Regions from separate parts of the Ovis aries genome. Here region 2 is linked to region 1. A link is a contact called in public Hi-C data. All regions are on one chromosome and are shown on one strand. The core of a region is the stretch at or near the end of the contact, and the rest is flanking DNA. Distances in the headings are between cores, read along the strand shown.

The links. A called contact is a pair of places that touch in the nucleus more often than the background predicts.
Region 2: a contact with region 1 is called in a Hi-C map of liver, with 3 times the contacts expected there. The contact joins the promoter of DENND6A here to the enhancer-like site in region 1. A contact is called at or near these places in 2 of 16 Hi-C or Micro-C datasets (liver and mixed tissues).

The regions. Positions count from the first base shown.
Region 1 is chr19:43,525,231-43,530,965 of ARS-UI_Ramb_v3.0, reverse strand. SLMAP (sarcolemma associated protein) reads left to right here. Exons shown (of 25, transcript XM_060402334.1): 3 at 4,206-4,275. Among named protein-coding and RNA genes, the nearest start is that of SLMAP, 62 kb to the left of the region's middle. Within about 2 kb of position 2,870, at least 6 of the 54 cell types and tissues checked have an H3K27ac peak or open chromatin away from gene starts, as enhancers often do. A contact at or near this core is called in liver, where this site is marked.
Region 2 is chr19:43,630,186-43,635,672 of ARS-UI_Ramb_v3.0, reverse strand. DENND6A (DENN domain containing 6A) reads right to left here and starts at 2,071. Exons shown (of 20, transcript XM_015102355.4): 1 at 1,768-2,071. The coding sequence starts at 2,004.

The DNA of each region.
Region 1 (5,735 bases), core at 1,621-4,120:
GTCTCTGCTTTTGAATATGCTGTCTAGGTTGGTCATAACTTTTCTTCCAAGGAGTAAGTGTCTTTTAATTTCATGGCTGCAGTCACCATCTGCAGTGATTTTGGAGCCCAAAAAAATAAAGTCTGCTGCTGTTTCCACTATTTCTCCTGCTATTTGCCTTGAAGTGATGGGAGCAGATGCCATGATCTTTATTTTCTGAATGTTGAGCTTTAAGCCAACTTTTTTACTCTCCTCTTTCACTTTCATCAAGAGGCTGTTAGTTCTTCACTTTCTGCCTTAAGGGTGGTGTCATCTGCATATCTGAGGCTATTGATATTTCTCCCAGCAATCTTGATTCCAGCTTGTGCTTCATCCAGACATTTCTCATGATGTACTCTACATATAAGTTAAATAAGCAGGGTGACAATATACAGCTTTGACGTACTCCTTTTCCTATTTGGAACCAGTCTGTTGTTCCATGTCCAGTTCTAACTGTTGCTTCCTGACCTGCATACAGATTTCTCAAGAGGCAGGTCAGGTGGTCTGGTATTACTCAGTTACTCATGTCCTAATTTTGTACTCATTCCTGAAATTATTCCCCTTTTTTCCTGTTTCTTTTTTGAGTTCTTTCCTACAGTTTTGTAATTGTAATTTATATTTCTTTTCCATGCCTTGAGTTATTTTCTTAATGTCTTTTAGCTTGTTCTGAAATAGTGTAATTTTGATCTGTTCCCAAGGTATGTCTCTCATTATGTGTAGAGAGTGTTGTTTGCTTTTTATCGTTTTTTTCTTAAAATAGCTATGAGATGGGACACTGATATTTTTCTGTTACTCATTTTTATGTAAAATTTGTTTTCCTGAACTTAGAGAAGGGAGTCATGATTCAGGATAACTTTTCTAATGTCACAGAGCTCCCTCTTCTGTTGATTTTGTAAACTGTTTAAAAATATAACGGCTTCCTTTCCCCTTTTCTACTTTTATATGGATCTTTCTTTCCTGTCTCTGTTGTCTCTACCCTGCTCAGTTTTGGTTCCAAACCCTACAGCTTTTGAGGGAAAGCCCTACCTTGGAATGCAACTTTGGTTGGTAGGTTAGTTTTAAGAATTTATATGACTCTGCTCCATCGTTTTTCAGAATTTACCTCACACTCCCTTGTTAGCGTATTGGGCTAAACCTTTCCCATTTTCAGATTCTCTTTTCAAATTTTTTATCATATTGTCCAGTGAATAGACAGTGACTGTTCTGAGATACTCAAGTCCTTCAAATGCCCATTGATCTTTTTGCATCCTCCTGCACAGATGCTGATTTCATGCAGGTCTCGTAACTGTTGATGCTTTTTCCCACTTTTGTTTTGAGTTTTATGTGGATAATTTCCACCTGTTGTTGTATCTGTTCTCCATGGGATTTTGGTTTTACTGTCTTAGTCACTCTTTTTGATTTTAGGTGGTGATTCAAGTAAATTAAAAAATCTGTAATGTAGTATCTGCCACCAAGAGTCCAGGATCCACTCTGCATTCATATTTTAAAATTTCCCTGTATGGACTTGGAATTTCTGGCCTCTCGCTGATGACCTGTCTCCCGTGTTTGTGCTTCATTCTGAAACTTTAAAAAATCTGTTGGTAGTTGGATACTGGAAAACCTGTCAACTTGGAGAAGGCTAGAAAGAAGCAGTTTATCGTTGTAGTAGAAATGAAAGCATTTACACATTGAGGTGAAGTTGCAAGTGGTACAGAACATGTTTGCTTACGGAATGAACAGCAGAAACTTTCTGAAGGCCAAAGAACAAATTATGCAACCTGTGAAGTGCTGTGCTTGTGTCTTTGAAAGTAATCATAATAAACGAGAAACAGGAAAGAGTGACTGATAAGGCAAAGACAGCCTTTCAGTTCAAGGATCGCCATCAATGCCTGATGTGGGGGAGCTTAACTTTAATTCAGGGGAAGGCACAGGGTTAATTGAGGATAAAGCCCGTTTGAAAACAGTGAGAGATGGACTTTGGCCACAAGCTACAGAAGGTTTTATAAATTCAGGGCTCCTGCGACACCTACTCCACATCAAAGTGAATGCCCAGTGGCTAATGCAAACACTAGAGACGGATTGGGCATTCCTTAGGCTACTAGGAAATAAAGATAGTGAAAGCTTCAATAGGATTTTTTTTTTCCCCAGCGAAGTAAAATAATATGGGAGGGGGAAAAAAAAAAAAAAGCCTGATGGAAAAAGGTATCAGCATAGAGGAGAAAGTGATTTCTGGTTGGAAAGTGATAAAGAACCAAATGACATACCTACCAGGGGAAGTACATCCAGGGACTGTTAGCATCGTCACTTCCCAGTCCCTTGCAAACATAGTCACTTCCCAGTCTCTTGGCTTTTTTGCACCTACCTAGTGAAAGTGTGAAAGTCGCTCAGTCATGTCCGACTCTTTGCAACCCTGTGGAGTATACAGTCCATGGAATTCTCCAGGCCAGAATACTGGAGTGGGTAGCCTTTCCCTTCCCCAGGAGATCTTCCCAACCTAGGGATCGAACCCAGGTCTCCCACATTGCAAGCGGATTCTTTACCAACTGAGCCACAAGGGAAGTCCTACACCTACCTAACCTGATAGTAAACAGAATAGCCTTTATACAGTGTAAACTGAATAGTGTCAGATTGTTTCACTGAAGGTGCAGAAACATTTTTAATATCAGTTTTTCACAACACCAAGGGGAGAAGGGTATATCAATATAAATATTTCTGCAGGGAAGTAAACTATTGCTTCTAGCTATGCCCAAGTGCAGAGGCTCTGGGGCACGAATGGAGGTTAGTGGGGAAAATAGTGGGAGTTAATGAGATTGGAGAGGGAACCGTGAGCCAGGTCGTATGGGTTTTATTGGCTGTAATGGTAAGAACTTTGAACTTTATTACAAGATGTTTGGAAGCTGTTAGCAGATTGAGAGCAGAGGAACAGTGAGCAACTAATGTAAACGGTGTTTTCAAGCTAACTAGAGGTCAAAGGTACTATGGGTATGCTTTGGACATAATAATAGACATGTTAGAGTATAAAGAAACTGGGTTAATATTGATTAAGTTCTTTTAATTTGAAAATTTATGGTTTTAGAGTTAAGAGCTACAAATATGAAGTGTTGAGATTTATGTGTGCGAATGTGTACAGAAAAACACACACATTTTTTTGTTTTTCAAGCAAAGCTTGCTAAACAGTACTGAACCTCATTTTATATATTCTTACTTCTGTTCTCTTAGTTTTTTTTTAAACCACAAGTCACAGCCCAATACATTGACTTAGTAAGACACTATTGTTGTTCAGTCCTTAAGTTGTGTCCAACTCTTTGCAACCCCATGGACTGCAGCACACCAGGCTTCCCTGTCCTTCACTATCTTCCGGAGTTGGCTCAAATTCATGTCCGCTGAGTCAGTGATGCTATCCAGCTATCTTATCCATTAGTAACACAACAGTGGATCAGAATTTGAAGTTTGAAAACCACTGTAAATCTATAATCCCCTTATATGGCTTGCCAAGGCACATACAACTGAAAATGACCAAACCAGAATTCAGATATTGCCACATTTCCTAAGAATATATCTATTAAAAAAACACAAAAGCTTGTTTATACAGTGTTTAAGAGGAGGTTCCAGTGTGGAAAAAATCTTGAGGGTCATTGTCCCTTCTTGAGCATGTTGCCTATGCTTATCTCTCAGCTGTGAAATGTTAAGGCCTTTAAATTTCAAATGGACTTGTAAGATATCAACACAATTTTCTTTCCTAATGGCCTGTAATTAAATATATAAACTGCTAGCCAAAGTAACAGTTGGTCTCTCTTGAATTATAAACAGAATAAGTCATTTATAGCCAGCCTGGTGGCCTTTAAATTGTCGCCTAGGAATTAATGAAAAGAAATGTCATTTTCATATTTTCTGCAAATCACTTATTCTTTTGTTGTGTTTCATTTCGGAAGAGGGTTTTATGGGAGGAGTGAAGGATAAATGAAACATGAAGGTCAGTATGAAGTAATGGGGGAAAAATGTCCCTTTTAATTCTGTTATATAAATCCCTGCTCTGTCTTCCATAGCTCTGTGACCTTTGGAAAGATCCTTGCTTGTACCTTACTTTTCTTATGTATAAATGGATATAATATCTATATCATAGCTTTAACATTAAGGTTAAATGAGGGCCTGGTGGTACAACATGTATTTTAATAAATATTAGTTTTCTTCTTTCCTTTCTTCTTTAGGAAGGAATTCAGTGAAAATGTGTTGCTAGAATAAGCAGGGCTGGAGAGTGTAGAAAAATGCAAAAGAAAGGTACATCTTTTTTTATTGGTTGTTCTCTTCCTAGTAAGTCTGTTGTGTGTGATCCCAGTTGTTGATAATTTCTTTGGGGATAGGTAGGTGATAAATAGGTAGGCTTCCTGTGCCTCCAGCTGTCCCTTCCCTTTGTAGAGAGGGGGGATTACCCAAGTGATGAAAGGCAAGTTATAGTGGGGCTAGAAAGTGATACCTTCACAGTTGATTCCAGTATTTTAGTTTCTCGTGTCTTCATTCTATTTATCACAAAGAATTTACTGAAGACATGTCTATCCTGATACCAAGTATGTTAGTTCACTAATAGCCGTTCATATAGGTGCTCAGTTCAGTTCAGTTCAGTCGCTCAGTTGTGTCCAACTCTTTGCGACCCCATGAATTGCAGCACGCCAGGCCTCCCTGTCCATCACCAACTCCCGGAGTTCACTCAGACTCACATCCATCGAGTCAATGATGCCATCCAGCCATCTCATCCTCTGTTATCCCCTTCTCCTCCTGCCCCCAATCCTTCCCAGCATCAGTCTTTTCCAGTGAGTCAACTCTTTGCATGAGGTGGCCAAAGTACTGGAGTTTCAGCTTTAGCATCATTCCTTCCAAAGAAATGTTTACCTACTACCAATTGTCCTTGCCTATGGAATAAATAACACTTCCTTTGCTTTAACCCAGAAATTATAGCAGCAGAGGTACAAAGTCAAAGAGAGATAGGAAGATAAAATTAGAGTTTTGTATAATGACCTTTAAAAAATGTTTTATTGAGATATAATTTGTATGCCATAAATTCAGTCTTTTAAAATGAACAATTCAGAGAGTTGAACAACCATCACCACTATCTAACTTTAGAACCTTTTAATCACCCCAAAATGAAACGTTATACCCATTAGCAGGTCTTCACCCCACCCCACCCCTCCCCTCTTCTGCCCTAACATCTAAACCCCTTGCAACCACTAATGTGCTTTTTATCTCTGTGGATTTGCTTATTCTGGATATTTCATATAAATTGAATTCCATATGTCTTTTGTGACTGATTTCTTTTACTTAGCTTAATGTTTAAAGGTTCATTCATGTTGTAACATAAATCAGTACTTCATTATTTTTATTGCCAAATAATTCATATGGATGTACTACATTTTATTTTCCTATTCATCAGTTGATGGACATTTGGGTTCCATTTTTTGGGCTCTCTTGAATAATACTGCTGTGAACATTTGTGTACAAGTTTTTGTGAGGACATGTGTTTTCAGTTCTCTTCAGTATATACCTCAGAGTGGAATTGAAGGGTCATATGCTAGCTTTACATTCTAACATTTTGAGGACCTTATAAACTGTTTTCTGAAGTGATACACCATTTTGTCCCACTGGATTTTAAATCTCCCACTTTTAAAGTTCTGATTTTATATATAATGGAAAATCTTAGCTGAAATAAGCAATTTGAATTGATAGGGGGAAAAAATTCACCTGTA
Region 2 (5,487 bases), core at 822-3,321, 110 kb before region 1:
AGGCTCCCCCGGCCCTGGGATTCTCCAGGCAAGAACACTGGAGTGGGTTGCCATTTCCTTCTCCAATGCATGAAAGTGAAAAGTGAAAGTGAAGTCACTCAGTCTTGTCCAACCCTCAGCGACCCCATGGACTGGCAGCCTTCCAGGCTCCTCCGTCCATGGGATTTTCCAGGCAAGAGTACTGGAGTGGGGTGCCATTGGAGTGGGTTGCTACTGCCTTCTTCCAATACTTGCTAAGTATTGTTTATTTGGTCAGAAAAAACACAGAAGTGTTATAAAGAATGTCCAAATGGTGAGTCTAAATGGATCTCTTTTAACTATTTAAAAATGTAATCTACTACGGCATGTTTTCTGATTAAATTGTATTCTACTATATGTATAACTTCAGGTTAATATGTCAATGTAAATGATGGATGATTTACAAATCTCTTCTTTATAGTCTGGGAACTGTTGTTTTCATCTTAAAGTGCTGTTTAGGTACTATCAGTTTTTAATTGAACAGTGTCATGCACCAAGCACTACATTTAGCCCTATCCTCTAGTGTGATTAATTCTTGATTCTCTTCTAAATTGTAGTGTTAATCTACAAATATGTTATAGTATATTCTTCATATACGTATGCCCAAAAACCAGGATAATACCTAGATCTTACAATGGCTGAGCGGGTAAAGAATCTGCCTCCGACGCAGGAGACACAGGAAACGTGGGTTCGATCCCTGAGTCAGGAGATTCCCCTGCAGAAGGAAATGGCAACCACTCCAGAATTCTTGCGTAAAAAATCCTATGGCCAGAGGAGCCTGGCGAGCTACAGTCTAAAGGTTGCAGAGTCAGACACAGCTTAGCAACTAAGCACAAGCACGCAGCGTGTATCGAGCTGCATAAAATAACAGACAAGACAGGCCGACTACACACTCCACATTAAGAAATACATCCCTGGACAATTTTCATAGACAACACATGCCACTGAAGTCAGAATGAGATAATTCATTAAAATCTGTCATTGCCACCAAAACAAAGATATCTTCTAAGCATCGGTCGTTCTTTTCTTGGATGCACAAAGACTAGCAATCCCTTATGTTACAAAAGGGGCCCTAAATAATGTCAAGAGTAGTTAAGATTACAATGCCTTTTAACAAGGCGCTATAAAGATTGAAAACTCGACAAATTCACAAGCGAACGATTTTCCTTCTGTTCATCTTGGTAGTAGCTTTCAGGCCGGTTCAGAAGCAACATCAAGAAGTAACAGAAATGAGGAACAAAGGCAGGAAAGGGCGAAAACCTCTGCTGAGATAAGCATTATGGCTCAGGCTGAGTGGAATGCTCTAAGAGTCGCTGCAAATGACCAAAACAATCTGAGTCTAAAAAAAAAAAAAAGTTGGTTGTGTGAGGTTTGGCTACTATACTATATATAGTTCACCGTATGTCAGGGACATTGTTCGCTTCTTGAAAAAGTCCCAAACATCCTGCCTGCGGTTTTCTCTGGGTGCCGCTAACCATTCTACTTATTCCTGTGACACCGGGTTAAAAGAAAATGAAAATACGACCTTCAGCAAGTATTTAGGAGGGGCCTAAAGAGAACTTTTCACCCTTAGCCACAGCCCATGATCCTCCCACGGGAACTGCCTCTGGACCGCAGCCCGGCTGACAGCGGAGGGGCTGCCGGCCACGCCCGGATGCGCAGCGGCCGGGGTCCAGGCCGGCCGGCCGGCGGGTCACACGCTGTGCCGGGGCCGCCCCGGCGCGGGGACAAGGTGCGGCCGGGCCTCACCTCCACGGCTTGGCCCAGCTCCAGGTCGAAGCCCACCACACACACGCAGTGCAGCCAGGCTGAGAAGCCGTCCCAGCGCAGCAGGCCCCGGCTGCGGCCCTCGTCCTCTTCATCGTCCTCTGGCGTGGCTCCCGCCACTACAACTGCCGCCGCCTCGCGCTCCTTGTCCGCCGCCACCGCCTCGTCCAACGGCCCTCGGGAGCCGGGCCCCGAGCCTGCCAGGCCCCGCAGAGCCATCCGCCGCCCCCTGGCCGTTCGCGCCGCCTCCACGGAGGACCGCGCCGCAGAGCGCGCTGGGCTCCGCGCAGGCGCAGCCGCAGCTGTCGCAGCCGCGGGGGCCGGGCCGGGCCGGGGAGGGGCCGCAGCGCACGTGACCCTGGGAGTGCGGCTCTGCGCGCGTAGTCTGGTCCCGCCCCCCGAGCTTGGCGACGTCGCGCAAGCACTTGACTGAAACTGTCAAGCCCTCTCTAGCCTCCTTGCTTTAAAGCTCGTCAAGCCTGAAGCAATGTATCCTGAAACCCTTCTTCGCAGTCCAACGACTAGGAAAACAATTATTCTTGGAATGACACCGTTCGTATATTATCAGTTTAGTTCAGTTCAGTCGCTCAGTCGTGTCCGACTCTGCGACCCCATGAATCGCAGCACGCCAGGCCTCCATGTCTATCACCAACTCCCGGAGTTCACTCAGATTCACGTCCATCGAGTCAGTGATGCCATCCAGCCATCTCATCCTCTGTCGTCCCCTTCTCCTCCTGCCCCCAATCCCTCCCAGCATCAGAGTCTTTTCCAATGAGTCAACTCTTCGCATGAGGTGGCCAAAGTACTGGAGTTTCAGCTTTAGCGTCATTCCTTCCGAAGAAATCCCAGGGCTGATCTCCTTCAGAACGGACTGGTTGGATCTCCTTGCAATGCAAGGGACCCTCAAGAGTCTTCTCCAACACCACAGTTCAAAAGCATCAATTCTTCGGCGCTCAGCCTTCTTCACAGTCCAACTCTCACATCCATACATGACCACAGGAAAAACCATAGCCTTGACTAGACGGACCTTAGTCGGCAAAGTAATGTCTCTGCTTTTGAATATGCTGTCTAGGTTGGTCATAACTTTTCTTCCAAGGAGTAAGCGTCTTTTAATTTCATGGCTGCAGTCATCATCTGCAGTGATTTTGGAGCCTAAAAAAATAAAGTCTGACACTGTTTCCACTGTTTCCTCATCTATTTCCCATGAAGTGATGGGACCAGATGCCATGATCTTTATTTTCTGAATGTTGAGCTTTAAGCCAACTTTTTCACTCTCCTCTTTCACTTTCATCAAGAGGCTTTTAGTTCCTCTTCACTTTCTGCCATAAGGGTGGTGTCATCTGCATATCTGAAGTTATTGATATTTCTCCTGGCAATCTTAATTCCAGCTTGTGTTTCTTCCAGTCCAGCATTTCTCATGATGTACTCTGCATAGAAGTTAAATAAGCAGGGTGACAATATACAGCCTTGACGTACTCCTTTTCCTATTTGGAACCAGTCTGTTGTTCCATGTCCAGTTCTAACTGTTGCTTCCTGACCTGCATAGAGATTTCTCAAGAGGTAGGTCGTATATTATAAGGTATTACAAAATTGTTAGAACATAGTGGCTAACATTTATTGAACACTTACTCTGTGACAGATGAAGTGCCCAGGAAGTAGTTACAATTATTACTTCGTTGAATCTAGTGGGTAGACATATACTAGATACTTATACATCTTTTTAGATAAACTGAGGTTCTGAGAGGTTACCTGACTAGTCAAGCAAGTATTAAAACTCTGATGCAGGCTTGCAGTGCACGCAGGCAATTTGCTGTGCATTCATTCAGCAGTGTCCTCTCCACAAAGTCCCCTCCCATCTTTCTTGGCCTGGTTTCCTGTGACTCACTCAACACTCACACATCTCCACACCTTTCTGGAGCACCTCTACAACAACCTATGGATTACTGTCTCTCAGCAAGAGTCTAGTCTCCTGAAGCTTAGTATTCTTGGAGATCGGCTTTGGACTGGGTAAGCAGGAGGCACTTGGTCTATTGACTGATTATGGATCCACCCTGGTACCCCTGACTAGGATTCATTCAGCACCTACTATGCTGAGCATAAACTGAAGAATGGAAGTAAATAAGAAACACACAGTAATGCTCCAATAGGAAAGTGAGTAAAAGACAATGGATAATAACTCACAATAAACGTGTTTTTCAAAAACAGCACAGTATTCATGCTTTTACACACTTTACCTTTAAAAAAAAATTATGTGGCTATATTGATCTTAGTTGTGGTACTTGGGCTCTTGCTGTGGTGCAGGGCCTCCAGAACACTTGGACTCAGTTGCCCTGGGCATGTAGCATGTGAGATCTTAATTCCAGTGTCCCCTGCTTTACAAGATAGATTCTTCTTCTTTATTTGTGACCATTTCCGCATTTTTCCTTTGTGTTTAAATTTTAAAACGATAGTGGTTTTTTTTGGCTGCATTGAGTCTTCTTTGAGGTGCGTAGGGGTTCTCATTACGGTGGCTTCTCTTGTGGAGCATGGATGGTAGGTGCCGGCTTCAGTAGTTGCGGTGTGGGCTCTAGAGCTTGGACTCAGTAGTTGTGGCACAGGATCTTAGTTGTCCAGAGGCATGCGGGATCTTCCTGGACCAGGAATTGAGCCCGTGTCCCCTGCATTGGCAGGTGGACTCCATAACCACTGGACCAGCAGGGAAGTCTCTACACAGATTATTTTATCTGATTCTCCTAACAGCCCAAAAGATGCGTGTGTGCTAAGTTGCTTCCGTCTTGTCCAACTCTTTGCGACCCTATGGACTGCAGACCTCCAGGCTTCTGTGTCTGTGGGATTCTCCAGGCAAGGATACCGGAGTGGGTTTCCATTTCCATTTCCTCCTCCAGGGGTCTTCCCGACCGAGAGATCAAACCCACATCTCCTGCATGGGCAGACAGGTTGTTTACCATTAGCACCACCTGGGAAGCCAAAAAGATAGGTCCTATTATTATTCCATTTTACAGGTGAGGACTGATGCTCCTCAAGATGTCAGTAATGTCACAGCCAGTAGGTGGCAGAACAAAGACTTAAAACCCATTTCTCCCATTGAACCTCAGTTCCTAAGCATTTTGCTGTACTACCCAGTCAAATTTACCCTGTTTGATAAGAACTATTTTGTCCATACCCATAGGATTTTTAGTTGAAATAAGTGTTAGTATCTGTCTTTTCAAGGAAAATTTCTAATATCCTCAGACATCAATAGCGATGTTTCCTGGAGCCTTTCTTTAGGATAGAAAATGATCGTTTCCCAGCATCAGGGTATTTTCCAAGGAGTCAGTTCTTTGCATCAGGTAGCCAGAGTATCGGAGTTTCAGATTTAGCATTAGTCCTTCCAATGAATATTCAGGACTGATTTCCTTTAGGATAGACTGGTTTGATCTCCTTGCAGTCCAAGGGACTCTCAAGAGTCTTCTCCAATACCACACTTTAAAAGTGTCAATTATTTGGCGCTTAGCTTGCTTTATAGTCCAACTCTCATATCCATACATGACTACTGGAAAAACCATAGCCTTGACTAGACGGACCTTTGTTGGCAAAGTAATATCTCTTCTTCTTAATATGCTGTCTAGGTTGGTCATAACTTTCCTCCAAGGAGTAAGCGTCTTTTAATTTCATGGCTGCAGTCACCATCTGCAGTGATTTTGGAGCCCCCCAAAATAAAGT